Regions from separate parts of the Mus musculus genome. Here regions 1 and 2 are each linked to region 3. A link is a contact called in public HiChIP or PLAC-seq data. All regions are on one chromosome and are shown on one strand. Each heading gives the region's core, a stretch centred on a gene start, on an enhancer-like site or on the middle of the called end of the contact. The rest is flanking DNA. Distances are from core to core; before and after follow the strand shown.

Region 1 (3,133 bases), core at 432-2,931, 230 kb after region 3:
TGCCCTCTTCTGATGTGTCTGAAGACAGCTACAGCCTGGCAGTGGTGGCGCACGCCTTTAATCCCAGCACTTGGGAGGCAGAGGCAGGCAGATTTCTGAGTTTGAGGCCAGCCTGGTCTTCAGAGTGAGTTCCAGGACAGCCAGGGCTACACAGAGAAACCCTGTCTCAAAACAAACAAACAAACAAAAAAAGACAACTACAGTGTACTCATATAAATAAAATAAATAAATCTTTAAAAAAGAGAGAGAGAGAGAAAGAAAGAAAAAGAAAGAGAGGGAGAGAGAAGTCTCCTAGTCCACAGAAGGAGACTTTGTGCTCATAGGAACTAAATCTCTGGGATGCTGGTTTGTTTGTTTGTTGTTTTTTTTTTTCCTCTTTCTGTTTGTTTTATTTGGGAATTCACTGTGTAGCCCAGGCTTACCTCAATCTCAGCAATCCTGCTTCCGCTTGGGGAATTGCTGGAGCTATCCCAGAAGTGGCTGTGCTAGCCCAGTCAGTAACATGATTACAGATGATACCTCACTGAAAGCTAAAAGGGAGATCCAAGCTGACACCACCCTAGGTCCTGACCTACAAAACTCACAGATGGTGTTTGTTGTTTCCTAGACTACCGTTGAGGGTTATTTTGTAACAGTAATATATAATTAATACAGTGAGTCATGCTAGACGAGAGGCAAGCAATTAGCATATATTTCAAAATAAAAGCTACCTACTTTGAATTCTTTTTACTTTCTTACTCACATGGGGTGTGTGTGTGTGTGTGTGTGTGTGTGTGTGTGTGGTGTGTGTGTGTGTGGTGTGTGTGTGTGTGTAGTGTGTTCACTGGGGATGCAGGTACCATGGTATATGTATGTAGGTCAGACAATTTATAACTTTCAGAATCAGTTTTCTCTCTGTGAGTTCAGGATGAACTAAGTTGTAAAGCTTGGTGGCAAGTACCTTTGCCTCTCTCTCTCTCTCTCTCTTTCTCTCTCTCTCTCTCCCTCTCTCTTCCTTTCTTGTGTGCACAGGCCCATGTGACATGGCATAGGTGTGGAGGTCAGAAGACAGCCCTCTGGAGTCACTACTTCTCTCCTGTCACCTCCTGTCACCAGGGATGGAACTCAGGCAGTCAGTTCTCTGGGCCGGCCTCTATCCACTGGCCCCTTCTCTGCCTCTAGTCAGATTTTTTTTTTTTTTTCTTTGCAACACATGCTTACTTGGGGTATATTTCGCTCACTGCTCTCCTCTGTGGATACACACCCCCACACTCGGGGTTGCTCGCGTCATTCATGGTTGCATGGTTTGTAGCTGGTCGTTGCTTAAGGACCCCAGGAGCAGGACAAATTGAGAGGGTGGGCTGAGCACTTAGTTATCCACTAAGCAACAGCAAACTAGACCTAAAAACAAAGTCAAGAATTTGAAATCCAACCATGAGCGCCTCTCCATCGTCCAGTTCCAGCGAGCCTCAGCTTCTCCGCCCCGCCCCGCCCTGCTCCCCTTCCCCTGTCTCAGGGTCCTTTTCAGCCTCCAGCCCTGAAATCTTCCCGTCCAAGCCTCTTTGTGCTTCAATTTACCTTGGATTCTTCAGGTAGCAAGCGAGCTCCCTCTGCTGGCCGTCTAATGAAACACATCATCCAAACTGACAGGGCCCGCCCTTTGAAACAGAGGATGCTCATACAGAGTTGAGTGCTGGGATTAAAGGCGTGCGCCACCACGCCCGGCGAAATGTTTTTTCTTACACACAGAGTACATGCAGCAGCTAGAAGTATGGTATCCAAAAAGGGAAAAACAGCCACTTACTGTACTGTTTTGCTCAGTTACAGACATTTTGTCATTCCTTGCCACGTTTATCTAGATACAGATAGAGTGCAAACCACCGGTTATTATTAGTTGTTCTGATTTTAATAAGCTGCCTTATTGCCCAGTTTAATTCTCCTAGAAAGCCTCGGAGAAGGGATTGTGAAGTTTGTTAGATTTTGCGTGAGAGCTGGAATACCAGAGTTGACTCATCTCTTACTTTTCTATGTTTGTTCTTGTCAGAACCCCTGGGACGTGGTTTCAGGTAGTAAGTCTCAATTTGTTCACCCTCTCGTCTAGAACCCCCCACAATTGTATCGTGGCTGCCTTCCTCCTTCCTTTGGGGAAAGAAAGAGCAGCAGTGAGACAGCCACAGGAGGCACTATGGGGTAATAGCAGATGTGTGTACAAGGGGTTTTAGACAAAGAGTTCTGGGTGGCGCCTATATGGTTAGGGCGCTGAGTTCTTAAGTCTCTACAAAGAATAAATTCAAGAGAAACCCATACTAACCACTTTGACTATTTTGAATACCTATATAAATAAATTAGCAACAGACTTAGACCAAACATAAAGGTCCCAACAGATCCACTTTCCTTCCCAGGGGAATGTTTGGTATCTTTCTGCTTATAGAAGCGAGACAGCCTTCCCCTCCACTTAGCCACCACGCATTTCAGCGATGAGATGCAGCCGAAGCCATTTGCCTCCTACCACCTGCCTTCGATTGTAAGTTTTCACCTGGATGGCTTTTAGCAACATCGAGTAACAGCATTGAGTTCCATTGCTAAGCAATGGGCCAGGCCTGGGCTCCCCCAGCCACAGTGGGTCGGGCTCCCGATTCACAAAGGAACTTCACTGTACCAAGAAGAGGCTCTTTCGATTTCCCTTGGCCTCTTTCCTTCTTTCCCCCAGCCCCTCCCAATGTGGACACGCTGACATTTTCATCCATCTCAGAACCACTTGGCTCAGCAGGCGCCCTCTTCCAAGCAACTCTCCATCACTCAACTCGAGAGAGGCCAGAAGGCGGCCTTTAAGCCCTGAGTGCTGCGAACCACAAATAGTCTTTTAGGATCCATTTCTCTCTCCTCCAGGCCAAAGCCAGCTTGTTTATGAAATAGCTGCCACCGCAGTGGCCCACTCTCTGTCATCAGGCAGTACCGCTTCTTGCCGTCCCCGGAAAAACGCTAGTAGAGGAGGAGGAGATGGATAATGTCAAGCCGATGAGTTGCCTCCCCACCCACCCAGGCTCATGGGGAAAGCTAGAAGGATGGAGGAGGCTCCCGGGTCTGACAGCGTTCTTTTTGAGTTTGGGTTTTTGAAATGTAGCTCAGTCTCCAGGACCAGGGAGGGCACCGG
Region 2 (3,084 bases), core at 175-2,674, 210 kb after region 3:
GAACTTGGGTCCCCTGAAAGAGCAGCCAGTGTTCTTAATGAGCCGCCTGTCCACTCAGTTTGAAAGTGTAAAGGTAAAACTGTGAGATCAGTAGCTGCCCTCTGCTGGCTTTTTAGTTCCCAGACAAGCTGCAGAGGTGAGTTTTCAGGCTTGCTGTCATATGGGACCAGTTTTCTTCATGAGAGAGTCTTGTTTATGTTGGGCTCTGTTCAAGAAGCATTAGCAGCAAAGAGAAAAAGCAGCCAGGGCTCTGCATCTGGGGTCTCCCAATCTCACCTCAGCTGCCTGAGCAAGACTGTTGCAGCATCAGAGAGCCTTATTTCTAGACTGGAACTCTCCGTAACTTTAATTATTGATAACATGTAGAGCCACACAAACTGCTGGGCTGGAAAATTAACTTTTCTTCCTTTTTTCACTGTGTAGTCCAGGCAGCCTTGAACTCAGTGAATAGTCTAGCCTGGCTCATACATGGCTTCTTCCCTGCCTCAGCCTCCTAAAAGATTTGCCAGCGCATGAAGTTTTATTTCAAATCATTCTTCCTAATTTAAAGCCTTGTTTGTAGAATAAACTCTGTGTGGACTGTAAGATCAGTGTACCTTAGTACTGAAAGTCACAACCATCACCACAATCAGCTTCAGAGCAGCTCCACATACACCCCAAATCTCCTGCCATTAGCAGTCACTCACCGCAAATCCTAGACAACTGTAGATCTGCTTTCTGCCCTACACCTCATCCTGAATAAGAATTCATATTCAGCTATTTTTCAGAATAAGTGACATGTTCTCCTTTATTAAGACTTGGCTGTCTGTTTCCCAGTGGTTAATGATTTCAGGTATATGTAATGGGTTGTTTTGTCCCAAATTAAACCATTAGAGTCCAAGTTCAGCCTGTTACATATACAAGGAACTATTCCAACATTGTCTTCAATACTGCCTTTAACCAAAGTTAAAGGAGCCACTTCTAATCCCAGCATTTGGGGGGCAGAGACCAGCCAGGGCTATACACGGAGACATTGTTTTAAAATTAAAAAGAAAGTGAACTTTATCTGAAACCTTCAGACCGATAAGACACTTGCCACTGCAGACAGATGAGTCTTTTTTAGCACACAGATATTAATGCAATAATTATCTGGGTTTTCAAGGTTTGAATGAAATGTAGAGACAGGCAGGGTTTTATCCTTTGACCATTTTCACTTCCCATCTGTTGGCTGCTTAGAGTTTTCAGAGGAAGAAACACAGCAGTGGAACCCAGAGAAGACCCAGGATAGGGGTGGGGCAGCAGTGAGGAGGAAAGAAGATAGCTGCAGGCCCTTGCTGCACAGAAGCCGGGCAGCACCTTCCCTCCTGTTCCCAGTTTATTCTGTCTGGAGGGCTGAGAGCATCTGGCCCTCTCTGGCTGCTGACTCCTGTGTGTACTTGATTTCTTAATGAGCAAGCCTGTGCCTCCAGTCACTGACTGCCTCATAAGTAAGGAAGTCCTTTGTTCTCTCCACTGCTCTGAAAGGAGTCAACTTACTCGCACAGAAAATTCTGTCTATAACAACGCCCTTCCTCTTGTGGTACCCCAGAAGACACACATTCCCCTGCACCACCTGGGCACACAGTGGGCACTTGCTTTAAGCTTTTAGGGCCAGTTTTTGTAACTAGATGCCAAGCAGGGTTTGTGATTAACTTACTGAAAGCCTTAGGAGTGGTAATCTCCCTGTCTGAGCTGTTCTTAATCAAGTTCAGTTGAGTTATTATTATGTAAATAATGCTTATCACTGAAATATCTGACAAAATGCAGATCAGGCTTCTTAGGTTTGGTAGAGCTGGAGAAGAAAAGAACTGCATTGGCTGGCTGGCTGGCAGCAGAGAAACTAAATCACAGGCTGCTTGCACCTAGTCCTAAAACTTCCTAAAATTTAAGGAAATTTGAAAACAACCCTGCAGAGTTGTGGCCTAGTCAGGTGCTATGGTTCTGATTCTGTTTTGTTACTTGACCAGGTGAGTAGAATGTGGTCATCTCATTCCCTCCTTGTAGTGAGTCCGTGGGCTACATTACCAAGAGAAAGAGGAGTGCATGGGAACGGCTGGTTTGTAGAATGAAAACTTTTTTGGTTGTGAGCTTAGCCTCTCATCACTGAACCCTCTCTCCACCCCAGTGAAGACTTTCTTACCATGTCATGTTGACCCCTCTTCTGGCTTTTCTGTTTTCTTGGCTAAGATTACAGATAAGCACAGAACTCGGAGTTAGAAGAGCTGCTTTTTTCTGGGTTGCTGAAATGCTCCTGGTGATTGCTGTTTGTGTTTGGGCCACTGCTATCCATCCACAACTGTGTGATTGTTTGTGCAACAGGATCTTAGCAGCCTCACAATGAACCATTCTTTGGAATTTTACAAAGATGTCATTCTTGGCACCTAAACTGAAAATCATTTGTGCCTAACCCATCATTTTCCATTTATGAATCCAGTTTAATTAGAAAGTAGTTTATGAACAGTGCCCCATTTTTCAAGTGTAATTTGAAATAGCAGATGGCAGACGTGCACATTACCTGCTTGCCCAAGCCTAAATGCTTACTCATTCACACTCATGCCTTTAGCAAAGCCAACTATAGAAGGTGTGGGAGGCAGGCAAACCGCCTGGGGAACCCAGGCCTCATTGAGCTCGTTGCTGCCACCTGCTGGGGCCTGTTTGTGGAAGGCTGTCCAATAGACAGATGCTAAGCTTTCCAGTGACCTCACCGAGCTCTAGTCTCTGCTGTTACATTTCTAAAAGACAAGCCTGGTAGTAGTGGTGCATGCCTTTAATTCCAGTACTCAGGAGGTGGAGGCAGAGGCAGGCTGATCTCTCAGTTCCAGGCCAGCCTGGTCTACAGAGAGAGTTTCAGAACAGCCAGAGTTACATAGTGAGACCTTGTCTCAAAAAGAAACAAACTTCTAGATGGCAGCCTATCTGTGGGTTAATGGATTGTGCTCCATTGTTTCAGATCAGCAGGTAGGGATTTGACTATTTGGTAACATGGCCCCTTGAGGTTCTGAGAACAAAGGATATCAAGAGCTCAAAATCCCTGGAGTGTGGGAGCTGTAACAGCCTCGGAGCAGA
Region 3 (3,457 bases), core at 935-3,434:
ACTAATTGAATCTAAGACAGCCAGGGATCTGTTAAACAGAGAAATCCTGTCTCAAAAAACAGCAAGATGCCGGGCGTGGTGGCGCATGCCTTTAATCCCAGCACTCGGAAGGCAGAGGCAGGTGGATTTCTGAGTTCGAGGCCAGCCTGGTCTACAAAGTGAGCTCCAGGACAGCCAGGGCTATACAGAGAAACCCTGCCTCGAAAAAACAAACAAACAAACAAACAAAAAAAACAAAAAACAAAAAAAAACAAAAACCAAAAAACAGCAAGATTATGAAAAATAAAAGATTTGTTATTACAATTTGGCTTGGCTTCCAACTCAGTTAAGAAAAACTTGGGATTCCCAGTCTTCTCCTAAAGTTCCAGCTGTCAGTCCCAATCTTCATAGTTTTTTGAACTAGTGGTTCTCAAACTTCCTAATGTTGTAACCCTTTAATACATTCCTCATGTTCTGGTGACCCCCCCAACCCTAAAATTACTTTCGCTGCTACTTTATAACTGTAATTCTGCTGCCGTCACGAACTGTAACGTAAACATCTGGTATGCAGCATATCTGATCCGCAATCCCTGTGAACGGGTTCTTCAACCCCTAGGTTTTAAATAAACTTCACTGGTTTTAACACTCACATTTATTTGTAAGCATAACCCCTACTAAGTCTGTACCAAGACAGTTGTTTGTTTTTTGTTTTGTTTTGTTTTTTGTTTTGTTTTGTTTTTTCGAGACAGGGTTTCTCTGTGCAGCCCTGGCTGTCCTGGAACTCACTTTGTAGACCAGGCTGGCCTCGAACTCAGAAATCCACCTGCCTCTGCCTCCCGAGTGCTGGGATTAAAGGTGTGAGCCACCACCGCCTGGCACCAAGACGGTTTTAATGTTCTTTCTTTTCCTATAATTTCATCATTTATTTTTCAATACTATTTTGTTTCAACATTTTACTTATAATTAAGTTCCTTAAACATACTACCCAAGTAAAGCTCTCCATGTCCACCACAGATGTGAAACACTGACAGTTACAACTTAATATATAGAGCAGTAACATTCAAGTTCAAAAGGCCACATTTATCATCTTGGAATTACCTTCGTTTTCTGTTTTCTGTTTTGAGGCAAATTGAATTTTGCATCATGTGATCGTGGAAAATAAGAATGTGTAACTAAAAAAGAAAAGAGGGTTTCATTTAAGATTGCAAAGGTACAATTGTTTATTGATCATTTTTTTCTTAGATTAAAAACAAAAACTGTGTAGGTAGCATGGAGTGCAGGTACTCTTGGAGGCCAGAAGAAAGCTATCGGCTCCTCTGAGGCTGGAGTTACAGGCAGTTGAGAGCCCAGTGTGGATGTTGAGAACCGAGCTTTGGTCCTCTGCAAGAGCAATAGAGTCTCATCGCCAACCCATTTCTCCACCTCCCCCCCAATCAATCCTTTTCTAATGCATACATACAATCATTACTTCCTAATACCTAGTTTTATCTCCTGTATCGCGTCTTCCTACACTGAGGGGATAGGAAGCTCTCAAAAGGTATGGATTTTTGTATGTTTTGTTTACTGCTATGCAAGTAGTCCCCAGTTTTATAGTTGGGTTAAATTAATAAAATTTTGGATGAGCAGGTGGCAGGAAACCTAGTGAGACACATTTTGAATACTCATTACCAGCCTCCAAAACTACAGCGCAAAGCTGAGAGATAAAAAGAGAAAGCTGGGAGAGGAAAGAAAGAGAAAGTAAAGTAGGGCCACTAGGAACTGCAGCTTACCCGGAGATTGGTAAGACGTGTGGTACGTGGAAAAACCATTAGGAGACAATCCCCAGTACCAAGGCGTGGAGGCTTGCAAATTCCAGGCCTGCTGGCCGCTGAACTGAGATTGAGCATCGGGCGGAGCCTGGGCATCGAAAGGAGGCTGCGCCGCGGGAAGAATCTGAGCATCGAACGGTGGAAGCGCTCCGGAGGGAGGCTGGGGCAGCACGTGAGGCTGTCCCTTCCGGCTCTGCTCCGAGCCCGCCACTGGGGACGACAGAGGAGGTGGTGGCGGCGGCAGCATGGCCCAGTACACCCAGTTGTCCCGCGGCGGCGCAGCTTCGCTCGGAGTCCCGGGCGCGGGAGTCAGATCCGGGGCCGAAGGCCACACGGCGGGTGCCGGTTCAGCCATGCCACCTAGCAAGCAGCGAGCCCAAAGTGCAACTGTGGAACTATCATTAAGCGTCACTTCCGTTACAGTAATCTGGCCAATGAGCCCATCGCGGGCTTACGTCATCAGACAAAGCCGGAAAAACCTTCGGGCCTTGCAGCAAATCCTGGTCTACACCGTCCAGCCTGGGTTTAGCTAAACTGCGTGTGCAGGTTGGCTTGGGCTTTGAGCGACTGTGCGTCGCAGCGAATGGCTAGGGACCTGATCGGGCCGGCACTGCCGCCAGGCTTCAAGGAGCACGCGACAGTTGAGGACGAGGAACGGGACCCGAGCCCGGGTAAGCAGCAGCGGGCGTCTGCACTCCCGGGAAGGACTGGCGACCACCGTGGAGTGGGCGCGGTCCGCCCTGGGGGAAAAGCTGGGCAACGCCTGAGTGTTTGGGACCCGATCATCGTTAAAATGACTATACAGTCCCAATTTGCTATTATTACGAATAGGACTGTGCTAACTGATCAATCTTCGTCCGGTCGTCTGTTTAACCCTTCCATCAACTGTATAAGAAAAGATGATGGATGGTGCATGTGTTACAAATGATGACAGCGGCTGATGAATCGGTGCCTAAGACACGCAGCTAGTCCGTGATGAAGCCCAAGTTAGAACCTAGTATCTCTATATCTTCAGATTTACAAGACTCTTGCCAAAGATCCTGTGCCTCTCTCCTCCCCGGCCTGACTTCCCGACCTCATTCTATCATTCCATCTTACACAGCAGCCCAGTGCCCACACAGTTCGAGTTTATGCTTTGACGATAGACTTTTGGGGGTGCTATGGTTGTACTTAAATGCCTGACAAAACGTCCTTCATATACCAGTTTAAGCGTCACCTTCCCGAGCATTGTCACGTCTTCCTCCGGGTTTTCCTCTCCCCAGTTACGCTAATATTTAACACATTCTGTTCAACTAATTTGTGGATATCTCAGTCTCCACCAATTCACTGTGTCTTGCAACCTTAACATGCATCTATGCCACATCAATACCTCGCACACTCTTTCATGCTTTTCCGGCTTTAGTGTTTGTTCCAGTTTGAAGGCCGGCGCTGACTCTACTTGGGAAAGAACAAAACTGACAGAATGTTGATCTGACTTTGTTTTTCTGGCTACCCAGAGACTATGTCTCCGGCAGATTCTTCCTTCCAGATCTTATTTCTAGTGCCGTTATTTTTAAAAATTCCCTTTATTCTTTGTTTTAGGAAGGAAATTTCTACCCAGTTAGGTTGAAGAAGTATGAGTGAATTCAATTTGGTAAATCCCCTGCAATTTCTTTACCTATTGTACAGGT

Evidence for each region. HiChIP or PLAC-seq counts read pairs in DNA pulled down with a chosen protein or histone mark.
Region 1: an H3K4me3 HiChIP or PLAC-seq map of embryonic limb bud shows a contact between it and region 3, with 6 times the contacts expected there. The contact joins the enhancer-like site here to the promoter of Nufip1 in region 3. A contact is called at or near these places in 9 of 39 promoter capture datasets (the 3T3-L1 cell line, the C10 cell line, embryonic stem cells and 4 more), 3 of 15 datasets of contacts at CTCF or cohesin (the NIH/3T3 cell line, embryonic stem cells and pro-B cells), 39 of 484 Hi-C or Micro-C datasets (B cells, the Ba/F3 cell line, the CH12 cell line and 18 more), 46 of 115 datasets of contacts at active chromatin or transcription factors (the 230-238 cell line, the HPC-7 cell line, the NIH/3T3 cell line and 32 more) and 4 of 9 other capture datasets (adipose tissue, liver, macrophages and 1 more).
Region 2: a contact with region 3 is called in an H3K4me3 HiChIP or PLAC-seq map of embryonic limb bud, with 4 times the contacts expected there. The contact joins the enhancer-like site here to the promoter of Nufip1 in region 3. A contact is called at or near these places in 18 of 39 promoter capture datasets (the 3T3-L1 cell line, 3T3-L1-derived adipocytes, the C10 cell line and 13 more), 3 of 15 datasets of contacts at CTCF or cohesin (CD8 T cells, the NIH/3T3 cell line and large pre-B cells), 7 of 484 Hi-C or Micro-C datasets (the CH12 cell line, the HPC-7 cell line, bone marrow-derived macrophages and 4 more), 37 of 115 datasets of contacts at active chromatin or transcription factors (the 230-238 cell line, DN3 thymocytes, the HPC-7 cell line and 25 more) and 4 of 9 other capture datasets (adipose tissue, liver, macrophages and 1 more).

What each region holds. Positions count from the first base shown.
Region 1 is chr14:75,874,964-75,878,096 of GRCm38.p6, reverse strand. No RefSeq gene overlaps it. Among named protein-coding and RNA genes, the nearest start is that of Gm52138, 14 kb to the left of the region's middle. Within about 2 kb of position 1,681, at least 41 of the 459 cell types and tissues checked have an H3K27ac peak or open chromatin away from gene starts, as enhancers often do. A contact at or near this core is called in the CH12 cell line, the HL-1 cell line, the N1E-115 cell line and 3 more, where this site is marked.
Region 2 is chr14:75,899,296-75,902,379 of GRCm38.p6, reverse strand. All of the region lies in intron 7 of Gtf2f2 (general transcription factor IIF, polypeptide 2), which reads left to right. Among named protein-coding and RNA genes, the nearest start is that of Gm52138, 10 kb to the right of the region's middle. Within about 2 kb of position 1,424, at least 86 of the 459 cell types and tissues checked have an H3K27ac peak or open chromatin away from gene starts, as enhancers often do. A contact at or near this core is called in craniofacial prominence, embryonic brain, embryonic forebrain and 11 more, where this site is marked.
Region 3 is chr14:76,109,618-76,113,074 of GRCm38.p6, reverse strand. It overlaps Nufip1 (nuclear fragile X mental retardation protein interacting protein 1), which reads right to left and starts at 2,184. Exons shown (of 10, transcript NM_013745.5): 1 at 1,749-2,184; 2 at 1,078-1,151. The coding sequence starts at 2,142. It overlaps Gpalpp1 (GPALPP motifs containing 1), which reads left to right and starts at 2,260. Exons shown (of 8, transcript NM_026177.3): 1 at 2,260-2,458. The coding sequence starts at 2,371.